Linked DNA regions of Triticum aestivum: region 2 is linked to region 1. Evidence: chromatin contacts called from public Hi-C data. All regions are on one chromosome and are shown on one strand. The core of a region is the stretch at or near the end of the contact, and the rest is flanking DNA. Distances in the headings are between cores, read along the strand shown.

What was found. A called contact is a pair of places that touch in the nucleus more often than the background predicts.
Region 2: a contact with region 1 is called in a Hi-C map of leaf, with 3 times the contacts expected there. The contact joins the promoter of LOC123144357 here to the promoter of LOC123144355 in region 1. A contact is called at or near these places in 2 of 5 Hi-C or Micro-C datasets (both in leaf).

The regions. Positions count from the first base shown.
Region 1 is chr6D:173,240,559-173,246,107 of IWGSC CS RefSeq v2.1, reverse strand. It overlaps LOC123144355, which reads right to left and starts at 2,228. Exons shown (of 2, transcript XM_044563458.1): 1 at 641-2,228; 2 at 1-246. The coding sequence starts at 1,684.
Region 2 is chr6D:173,582,856-173,588,404 of IWGSC CS RefSeq v2.1, reverse strand. It overlaps LOC123144357 (transcription factor HY5), which reads right to left and starts at 3,462. Exons shown (of 4, transcript XM_044563460.1): 1 at 3,203-3,462; 2 at 2,693-2,873. The coding sequence starts at 3,284.

The DNA of each region.
Region 1 (5,549 bases), core at 979-3,478:
CCTTTGTGAATTTTCAGGCATTGCTTCCAAGCTGAACTCAAAAGATCCAAATATGGTCAAGGTGGTCTCAACTTCTTTCTCGTTCACATATGAAACTGGACCTGGTGCACAAGTTGCATATGTGGAAAGGTTGGATATTGCTTTCTCCCATTTTTCCATTCTGGTCTCCTTCCTTAGGGCCTTACCCAAGACAGCAACTGTTAGGGGATGGTGCCCACAACTGTCCAGCAAGTCGTCTGCAACAGTCTGTAAAGTATCGAAAGGTAACCATCCAGGAACACATAAAAATAGTTTGTAGCAATTATAATTTCTAGATTGAGTATATCTTGCGTGGCAAAAATAAGCACAATTAATCCCTCTAAGTAGATTCACATGAATATAAGTATTTGTTGTTTGATTAATCCCTCTAAGTAGATTCACATGAATATAAGTATTTGTTGTTTGACTGGTCGTTGATACAATAAGTCAATCTTGAAACTCAGAAGATGAGCATATGAAAGAAAGGGATGAGACCTAGACTGCAGGATACCTCATGAAGGGAAGCGAACATTTTATAAATTAAATTTAACATAGAAAACTAAGAGGCATGGCAATATCGATAAATTCACTAAAGAATTATAAGGAAAATAACAAAGCATACCGGAAGCTCTTCAGCACTAAGCAGACTATGATAGAGAAGAATGCCCTTGCTGATTTTCTTGATGTCATCTTTGGATATTTCTACCTTTTCAGCCTCTGCTATCTCATAAACAGCTTCATCCCTTGTTGTCACAAGATACCGGCAATCATTATCATATAGCTTGGTGAAGCGATCAACTATGTCTTGCTCCCAGACGTCATCGAGGAGTATTAACATACTCTTTCCAACCAACACGGTCTGAAGCAAGCAACATACATCTTCAAGATCTTTGCTCGTGCCCTCGTTGACAGTCATGGAACCAACCTGCACTAGCAATTTGCTTATCTTCCTAACAAGACGTTTATGGTACTCAGTTCTGCTTCCATTACAAGCTGCTCTACTGCACCACCGGCCAAAACTAACCTCAATTGCGCCATCCACAAAATTACCAGGCGGCTGAGAAGCAATTTGTCGAGCGAGGCACGACTTGCCAATACCAGATAATCCAACAATCAGGACAACTCGATGACCATCATCTCTCTCCAAAATGTCCCTAACATAGTCACACTTCTCTGACACTGGATAGCCCTGCTCAGACTTGACTCTGACCAACGATGGTGTACCCTTAGCAGTAGACGCTATAGCATTGCCGACGTTATCTGTCAACCTCTGCAATTCCAGCCACCAGTTGAGGTCATCTCTGATCAGCTGAATGTACTTCATGAGGGGGTCTCCCACCACCGAGCTCCAAACCACCCTAGCCAAGCCCTTCCCTTTCCCTTTCTTCAAGGCTCGCCTCGCCTTGATGATATTGGCACGCAGCTGATCCATGAGCCTGCTCAAGCTCTGAAACTGACGCTCCAGCTGCGGGCCGTGCATCTTGTGCGCGTGCTTCTGCTTAGCCTGCTGCACCAACACCTCAAGGTCCGACACGAAATCCTCGAGCACCTGGAGCCTCCTCGGAGCCTCAGCGGCGTCCGCGGCCGCCTGCTCCAGCGCTCCCACCGCGGACAACATTGCAGACACCAGCTGCGCGGCCGAGGCGATTGTTTGCACGACGTCCATGGCTTCGCCTCAGGACACCAAAACAACTCCTGATAGAGTCGAATCACCACACCGACGAAGCCTTTTCTTGCAAGAATTCAAGAATCAGTTCCCTGCTGTCGCAATTCCACAAACAAATGGCATGCATGCTCCCGGTCGCAGGTACGGGTAGCAAAATCCCCCTTTCTATCAATCTGGGTATCAGACCTACCGATCATCCGCTTCAACCCAGAAATCACCCGTCCCAGGCCAAACCCCAAACATCAATCGGAAATTCCAAAACCGCAGCACGAATCAAGTGGTGACAAAACACGTGTGAAGTGCAGCAACCAAGAGCACAAGGTCGGAACGAACTTACTTATCAGTGGCAAACCGATAAGTGGGGAGCGGTCCGAGAAATCCGGGAGCGTCGACAGAGTTATGAGGCAAAGGGTTTCAGACTTGGCAGCAATGATGATGAATTGATGATGGGATGGAGTTGGTGAGCTCGGCAGCTTCCGAAGGAGGCGTTCTTCTTCCGGTGCGCCTTCGCCGAAATAAGTCAACAATGGCAGGTGTGGATGGGTTCTTCTTCTGAGGAAGATGCCAACGCAACGCAACGCAACAAAAACTGCTGTGGGGACGGGTGAAAGCCAACCTGCTGTGTGTTTTCCGCTTCTTTTTTTTTGAAGGGAGCAGATAAATAACAGAGAAGTAAATTAACAAAAAAACTAACAAGAATGTAGGTGGAATTTGTTGCATTTTTTAGACAACCATATGCGGGTCAATATATATCAACGTAGCACCAAGCGCGAAGTGAGTCTAGCTCACATGATTAGAGCAACTCCAACGCGCCGACGTAAACAAATGCACGTTTTGTCCTTTTTTCGTTCGTTTGGGTGGGCATTTTGGACGACGTCGGCCCCATTCGTGTTTGGCTGGTCTGTGCCGCCAACGCGTCGCATTTTCGTCCGCATGGTCGGCATGTGGCTAGATGTTTGCACAATTATTTGCATAGATATCTACATTGCCCAAAGTTTAAATCACATAATTCACAACCAAATAAAAATCCCATAGTCTTATAAACAAATAAAATCTTATAGTTCATAACCAAATGAAATATAAATTGCCACAAATACATCTAAAGAAAAGGAGCCGATACATCTAATGATTGCCAAGGTGAGTCTACATATGCTCAACCAAATCATCTTGAAGTTGAGTGTGAGTTGCGCAATCGGGCATTTCATGATGAAATTGGATGAACTGTGCAAGCGCTGCCGCTCCTCCATGTGCAGGCACAACATTGAAACTCCTGGTCGAAGATTTCATCCTCACGCTTATCATCTACGATCATGTTGTGTATTATCACACAAGCAGTCACCATCTCCCACAATTTCTTGGTGCTCCAAATTCTAGCAGGATATCAAATGATGCCCCATCGAGATTGAAGCACACCAATGCCACGCTCCATATCCTTCCTAGCACTCCCTTGTGCTTGGGCAAATCTCTGCCTCTTCTCTCCTACCAGGTTGGGGATTGTCTTCACAAGAGTTCTCCACTGAGGATAGATACCACCAGCAAGGTAGTATCACTTGTTGTAGTGGTGGTCATTGATCTCAACGTTGACCTCTGGGCAATTTCCTTCTGCAAGCCTTTAGAACACCAAAGAACATTGAAGCACGTTGATGTCATTGTGAGAGCCAGCCATGCCCAAAAAAGAATGTCAAATCCAAAGATCTTGTGAAGCCACGACCTCAAGTATGACAGTGCAAGCTTTGGCATGCCCCCCTATACTGCCCATGCCAAGCAGACTGACAGTTCTTACACTTCCAATGCATACAATCTATACTACCAACAACCAGGTTGTATCTGCAGCATTTGACTCTCTCAGGTACTTCGGGCCAAATGCTGCTACCACAGCCTTACAAAACTTGTACATTGATGCAAGGCATGTGGACTCACTCATGCGGACATACTCATCAACAATATCACCGGGTATTCCGTATGCAAGTATTCGAATAGCTGCAATGCATTTCTCATAAGAGGAGAAGCCAACCTTTCCAAGGGTGTCCTCCTTCATAAGTAATAATCATCATATGCCATTAGCCCTCTCGAATACGATTGAACACATGTTTAGCCATCCGGAAGCGGTGCGAGAATAGCTTGGGTTTGTAGAGTCGGGACGTGCACTGAAAGTAGACAAACCAGTGTAGGCAATGGCCGCTCTCTCTGTTGCGATTTAATGGGAGCATGGCCCGGGATCGAGCCCCTAAACAATGGCCGCTGCCTAGCAATGTGGTCTTTGATGACCAAAGTAGCAACCACAAATTCCTCATCGTCCGATGACAAATCGTCTGAATCACAAATGAAGTTGTTGAAAAAGAACTCATCTTCACTATCTATTTGTACATTGTAGGTGAAACGTTGGACACCTTGTGGGCATGGTGGAAGAAGCCAGCCGGTGAAGAGCCCTGTGCCTCTTCTAGGCCTGGTAGCGTACCTGTCAATGTGGAGGCAACCATGGAGTGAGGCCACCGGGCATGGAGGGATGCCGGCGGCAACAAAGTGTTGGAGATCGCTGCAGAAATTAAAAAAATTCTACGCATCACCAAGATCAATCTATGGAGAGACTAGCAACGAGAGAGAGGGGAGTGCATCTTCATACCCTTGAAGATCGCGACACGGAAGCGTTACAAGAATGTGGATGAAGGAGTCGTACTCGTAGTGATTCAGATCGTGGTTGATTCTGATCTAAGCGCCGAACAACGGCGCCTCCGCGTTCAACACACGTGCAGCCCGGTGACGTCTCCCACGCCTTGATCCAGCAAGGAGAGAGGGAGAGGTTGGGGAAGACAACTCCAGCAGCAGCACAACGGCATGGTGGTGTTGGAGCAGCGTGGTACTCCGGCAGGGCTTCGCCAAGCGCCGCGGGAGGAGGAGGTGTTGGAGGGGGGACGGCTGCGCCTTGGATGTGGTGCGGCTGCCCTCCCACCTCCCCTCTATTTATAGGGGAAAGGGAGAGGGGGGCCGGCCCCCTCCAGATGGATCTAGCGGGGGGCGGCGGCCAAGGGGGAAGGCTTGCCCCCCAAGCCAAGGGGGGCGCCCCCTTTAGGGTTTCCCCCCAACCCTAGGCGCATGGGCCCTAGGGGGTTTGGCGCCCAGCCCACCTAGGGGCTGGTTCCCCTCCATATTCAGCCCATAGGGCCCTCCGAGGCAGGTGGACCCTTCCGGTGGACCCCTGGAACCCTTTCGGTGGTCACAGTACAATACCGATAAACCCTCGAACACTTCCGGCGACCGAATAAGGACTTCCCGTATATAAATCTTTATCTCCGGACCATTCCAGAACTCCTCGTGACGTCCGGGATCTCATCCGGGACTCCGAACAACATTCGGTAACCACGTACAAACTTTCCCTATAACCCTAGTGTCATCGAACCTTAAGTGTGTAGACCCTACGGGTTCGGGAATCATGCAGACATGACCGAGACATCTCTCCGGCCAATAACCAACAGTGGGATCTGGATACCCATGTTGGCTCCCACATGTTCCATGATGATCTCATCGGATGAACCACGAGGTCGAGGATTCAATCAATCCCGTATACAATTCCCTTTGTCAATCGGTACGATACTTGACCGAGATTCGATCGTCGGTATCCCAATACCTCGTTCAATCTCGTTACCGGCAAGTCACTTTACTCGTTCCGTAATGCATGATCCCGTGACTAACTGCTTAGACACATTGAGCTCATTATGATGATGCATTACCGAGTGGGCCCAGAGATACCTCTCCGTCATACGGAGTGACAAATCCCAGTCTCGATTCGTGCCAACCCAACAGACACTTTCGGAGACACCTGTAGTGTACCTTTATAGCCACCCAGTTACGTTGTGACGTTTAGGAA
Region 2 (5,549 bases), core at 2,213-4,712, 340 kb before region 1:
AGGGAGGGATGGGGTTTCAAGATATGGAAGCTTTCAACCAAGCATTACTCGCCAAGCAAGCTTGGAGATTATTGCAGGTCCCGTCTTCTCTGTGTGGACGCGTCCTCAAAGCACGCTACTATGATCATGGATCTATCCTCAATGCAACCTGTCCGAGCGGTGCATCATACACCTTTAGAAGCATTCTGCATGGCAGAAACCTGCTCTTGGACGGACTTATATGGCGAGTGGGCGATGGATCCACCATCCGCATTCATCATGATAATTGGATCCCTCGCAAAGGTAGCCTACGGCCACTGGGCCAGGTGTATATGCCGGGGATTACGAGGGTGAGCGATCTACTAAATGATGAGGCTACAGGTTGGGATCGACACAAGCTAGAAGCAATGTTCTTCGATGGCGATGTACATGATATTCTACAGATTTGTGTGGGTGGACCGGGTACTGAGGATATCTTAGCTTGGAATTTTACGAACAATGGAAAATTTTCCGTGAAGTCAGCTTACCACCTATGCATGGAGAAGAAGGCGAGAACTGGACAGCCAGGCTCGTCCTCGACGGCGGTGGACCACCGGAGTTGGCTGGCGCTGTGGGGCGCCAACGCGCCAGGGAAAGTGTTGATACATGTGTGGCGGTTGATCAAGAACGGCTTGGCGGTGGGCTCAGAACTTCTTCGTAGAAGGATCAAGCCCGGCGTTTTTTGCCCGGCGTGTGGTCGGGAAGAAACTTTGTATCACAGATTTTGGGGCTGCTATCATTCCATGCTTTTCTGGAAGGAGCTGAACTCGGTATTGGGTGCGAGGGTGGCGACCCACCTCGATCTACGTGCACCTAGAGTTCGGTTGCATCATGGATGCTTCAGTGGATGTCGGATGCTTCAGAGGACGAGAAGTCAGCGATGGCTCAGGGCTTATATGCGATATGGCTGGCAAGAAATGACACCCGTGATGGAAAAAGAATTGAGGAGGCCAACATGGTGGCGAGGAGAGTAGCAGCGCTCATGGAAGAATGAAAGAAAGTCCGGGGCCAGACGGAGACCTCGACACCACCTACCCAACGCGCTAGATGGGAACCACCGGAGTCGGGTTGGCTCAAGGCCAACGTCGATGGTGCTATGTCTCGGTCGAGGCAAGGTGGAGGTGGTGGTGTTGTGTTCAGAGATGAAGACGGTGGCTTCCGAGGTGCGGATGCTGTCTTTCTTCCGGATATCACATCGGCAGAAGTGGCGGAGCTGCTGGCTTGCAGGAGGGCGGCCGAGCTAGCTCTGCAAAGAGGTGTGCCCAAACTACATCTGGAGACCGACTGCCTTAATGTGGCCAGGAAGCTAAATGAGCAAGATCGAAACCTGTCGTCGGTGGGTATCTTGGTGGAAGAAATCAAAATGATGGCCACAAACCTGGGGGAGTTCAGAGCTACATGGGTGCGAAGGGAGGCGAATAAAGCGGCTCATGAGATTGCCCGTTTTGGTTTCTGTAATAGTGTTTCGCTGTCGTGGGAGATGTCTCCCCCAGATTGTATTCTCAGTATTGTTTCTGATAAACTTCCTAATTTAGCTTAACAAAGTGGGGAAGTGATTTAAAAAAAAGGCGTCTTACATTATGAGACGGAGGGAGTACGTGTTTTTCAGAGTCAAACAGCTTAAAAAATGTCGACATTAATAATAGCACATAATTACAGTATAAAAATATCTTCCATGATATACTAATGATCTTATTTTGTATTATGAATGTACATATTTTTTTTCTACAATATTGGTTAAACTTCACAAAGCTTGAAAAAACATCTTACAAACTATCTTTTGGAACTAAATGGAGTACTGATATGTCAAAAATCCTTTTCTACCCCTAGCCCAGCTGCATGTATTCCACCGTAGATGATATCCTTTAAATTCAGGATATCTCTTTTGCTACAACAAACTCGTCTATCGATCTCAATCAGGCTGAGCTGAGCATCGCATTGGTAATCGTAATTTTTTTTCAAATCATACAGGAGAGCCAAATGTATTTCATTAGATAGAAAGAAGAGTACAGCGCCATAGAAGACACCGCATAACACCAAAGATGGCACGACCCAACAACAAAACCATAAGCTAAACAACGATGAAGAATCTAAGGATCCTGGCACAAACGTTGGCAACCAACGACCTAGACATAACACTAGAACCCACACAAGTACAACTAAGGACCAGAAAGAAGCATGAAAACATTGACCACCCGTCGAAGGAGCTTGCAACTTCTGAGAGCAATGACCACAATAATAGAAGCACACGTCCTCCATTATGGCCGCTTCCACTGACCCTAAGTGACCCAACTTTCACGAGCACGAGAGCCAGGCGAAGACGGCCAAGCCAACCATAATATTTATTCAGAGACCTCGACATTTGATCCGTATCTAGATCCATAAGAGATCTCTCTAGAAAAAAGAAAGGTCCACAAGAAAATCATTTTCGTTCCCAACTTGGATCCACGAGCAATCTTGGTTTGTCTAAACTCAACAAAAGGGGGCCTGTACATGCATGGCGTGGTTTCGGTATGGACCATCAGGAGTTCAGGACCACCATGCATTGAATCCAAAACATGCATGAATGGGCATCCGTACTCGATCTACCATCCAGACAACGAATTGGGCACACGGGAGGCATTATCCACATTCGGAAACTCAAACTGAATTGTATGCAGCATGAGGCTCGTACCTCTTGAGGCGCTTGTGCTCCTTGTCGGCCGGGGTGCGTCCGCGGCGGCGCGCGCTGCCTTGCGCGGTGGAGGACTGGGCACGCTCCGGCCCGTCGGCTTCCCTCCTGCCGGACGTGGACGCGCCGCTTGGCCCCAGGCCCAGCTCCGGCACCGTCCCTATCTCGTCGTCGCTCTCCATCCCTGCAGTCCAACGAAGCTCAGCTTAGCTCAGTTCACCAATCTAGTTCTTTTGGAGATACCGGTCTTTCTGCAAACACAAACGCTCGGCAGGAATGAGTGCAAAGCTTCTTTCCTCAAAATGCCCAGTTAAAGATGACGTGAAATTCGACCCAGAATTCTAGTAGAAAAGTATAGAACATCTCTGGCAAGTGCCCAAGATGATTGGAACTTTCGGAAGCCCGGCCCAATGGACACTCATCGGAAGGCACAGCGCACAAGAGCTTCGTTTCAAGAACCGATCGAGCTAAAACAGCATTACAGCAGGAGAGAATTGAAGTTGTAGAGCTTGCCTTCCTTGTGCCCCATGTGGTTGCCGGAGCTGGACGACCTGTCGCTGCTCGAAGGCCGCGAGCTCTCCCCCTGCTCCTGCATTCTCCCCCCGCCTCTCTCGTCCCTCCCAATCCCGAGGAAGACGAGGCTACCGCTGCTCCTCTCCTCCTATCTTCTGCTCCTCTTCCTCGGCTCCTCCTCCCAGCTGCTACTTGCTTGTATGGACCATGAGAACTTTTTTGTCTTAAGGCGGCACAAAACCCAGGTATTTCAGGGATTAGCCCCTGCAAAGCCCCGTGTGTTTCATACAAGCACCCGCCAATTTGCATTGCAGTCCCTCTACAGCGTAGTCGCGGCAGGAAAGAGGCTCAAACGGGGATTCCGCGGCACAGGACGGGGTTTCATGTAAGACGCGGCTTCGGGAGACGTCATTTATTGGCCCGAAAGTTCCATGGGGTTTGGGTTTTAGCGGGGCGATCCCAGCCACCCAACCCGCGAGGATCGCACGGCTGGGAACCGCAGGTCGTGGCTGCCCAGGAGACCACCCGCCCGGAGTCGCGATCCACAGGCGCGGAGACCCGCTACGTGGAGGCGCTGAGGCCCTTCCGCTTCGCCTGGCACACTGACGCGCGGGCCGTCGGGCCCGTGGTCCTACCCGTCAGTGAGCTGTCTCGACGTATCGTGGCGCTTTCGCCCGAGGCCGCCGCGCGCGTGCGCGTTTGCTCGGGGCTCGCTGGCGCCTCGTCGGCCACGCAGAAAAAGAAGCGAAATATCTATCGCACGGACGCAGGTGGTGGTGCCTTTTCGATATCGCCGTCGTGGAAGTAATGCTCTCCGGAAGCTCATCGGGTCACGACGGCAGCGTGATCATCTCCAGCCAGATATTCCATACTCGAATCGATGGTACTTGGTGCGCATCTTTGCAAAATTGCAAAGGAGGAGATATTTTAACTTTGTCGATTAGCTAAGGGCAGGGCAGTGAAGGCTGATTAAACTCAAGCACTTCTATCACATAGTCGAGCTATGGGTGAGGGTATCTCCAACGCTGACCCACAAATTTGCCGCGGCATCGGTTCGCGGACACAGGGAGTCGATCATCCAACGCTGCATGTATACATTTCAGCCACTGTTTGAATTAATCAGACGAAATTTATGCAAACACGACGGATTTCGAGCATGATTGCTTTGATATCAATATTTACATTGCCAATATTTGGCACGCCAACATTTGACAGAATCAGAAATTGTCAAATATGACAACTTTTTGTGTGGTTGATAAAAAAAATTGGTAGCGAATCAATCACTATGTACACATGTCAGCGACACTGATCCATACTTCGACCCGGAGGAACACCCCACCTCCGTCGCCGCTGACTTGGGGCGGGCTCTGGCTAAGATGAAGTGCCCCAACAACTACCTTTTAGGAGTTACCAAGTATGAACTCACCAGTTCAATCTTACCAATACCAGTTGCAATGGCTATGTTTTGTACGGTTGATGTATTAAGCATATTGTAGTAAACATGCCTAACACATCTTAACTATTTTCCCTATCTTTTTATAGACAACTGGGTCATTCTCTGCTCCGGCAGCACCTACCTTGCGATGTTTAACACTGCCAATTGCATTTTTATCAGTACCAGTTTCAATGGCTATACTAGGTTACCTGTAGTTAAACGTGCCTTGTTATTTTCAATACTGCACACTGTGTGATGTTCAAGTATGAACTGTCCAGCTCAATTTCACCAATAGCAGTTAGAAACTTACAAAACATGACTTAGGATGATGTTAAGCCTGTTGCAATAAACAGTTGTATCCATTTTTAATCTGTCCCTTTGCTACTGTGCTACTCTCCACAATGAAGATATACTAGAGATGCTATCGTTTTATTTGCATTTGCTATTTTTTGTGGATGCTAACCCTGTTGTAGTTAACATGCTTTTCCATGTACTTACGTTCGGCCATAACGGACAATGCTGTTGTTTGCCGTCGAGGTTAGCTGCATCCCATGTCTTCAGTATTTTACATCATTTGTGCAATTGTAGTTTAGCTTATAACATTTACTTGTTTCTTGTTGGTACACATGTCAGCGGCACTGATTCACGCTTCGACCCGGAGGAACACCTCGCCTCCGCTGCGGCCGACTTGGGGCGAGCTCTTCCCATATGAAGTGCCCCAACAACTACCCCTCAGGACTTACCAAGTATGAACTGACCAGTTCAATATTACCAATATGAGTTTCAATGGCCATGTTTTGTACTGTTCATGTATTAAGCATGTTGTAGTAAACACACCTAAACCGCCTTATCTATTTTCCCTACTTTTTTATAGACAATAGGGCCATTCTCTGCTCTAGCAGCACTTGCCTT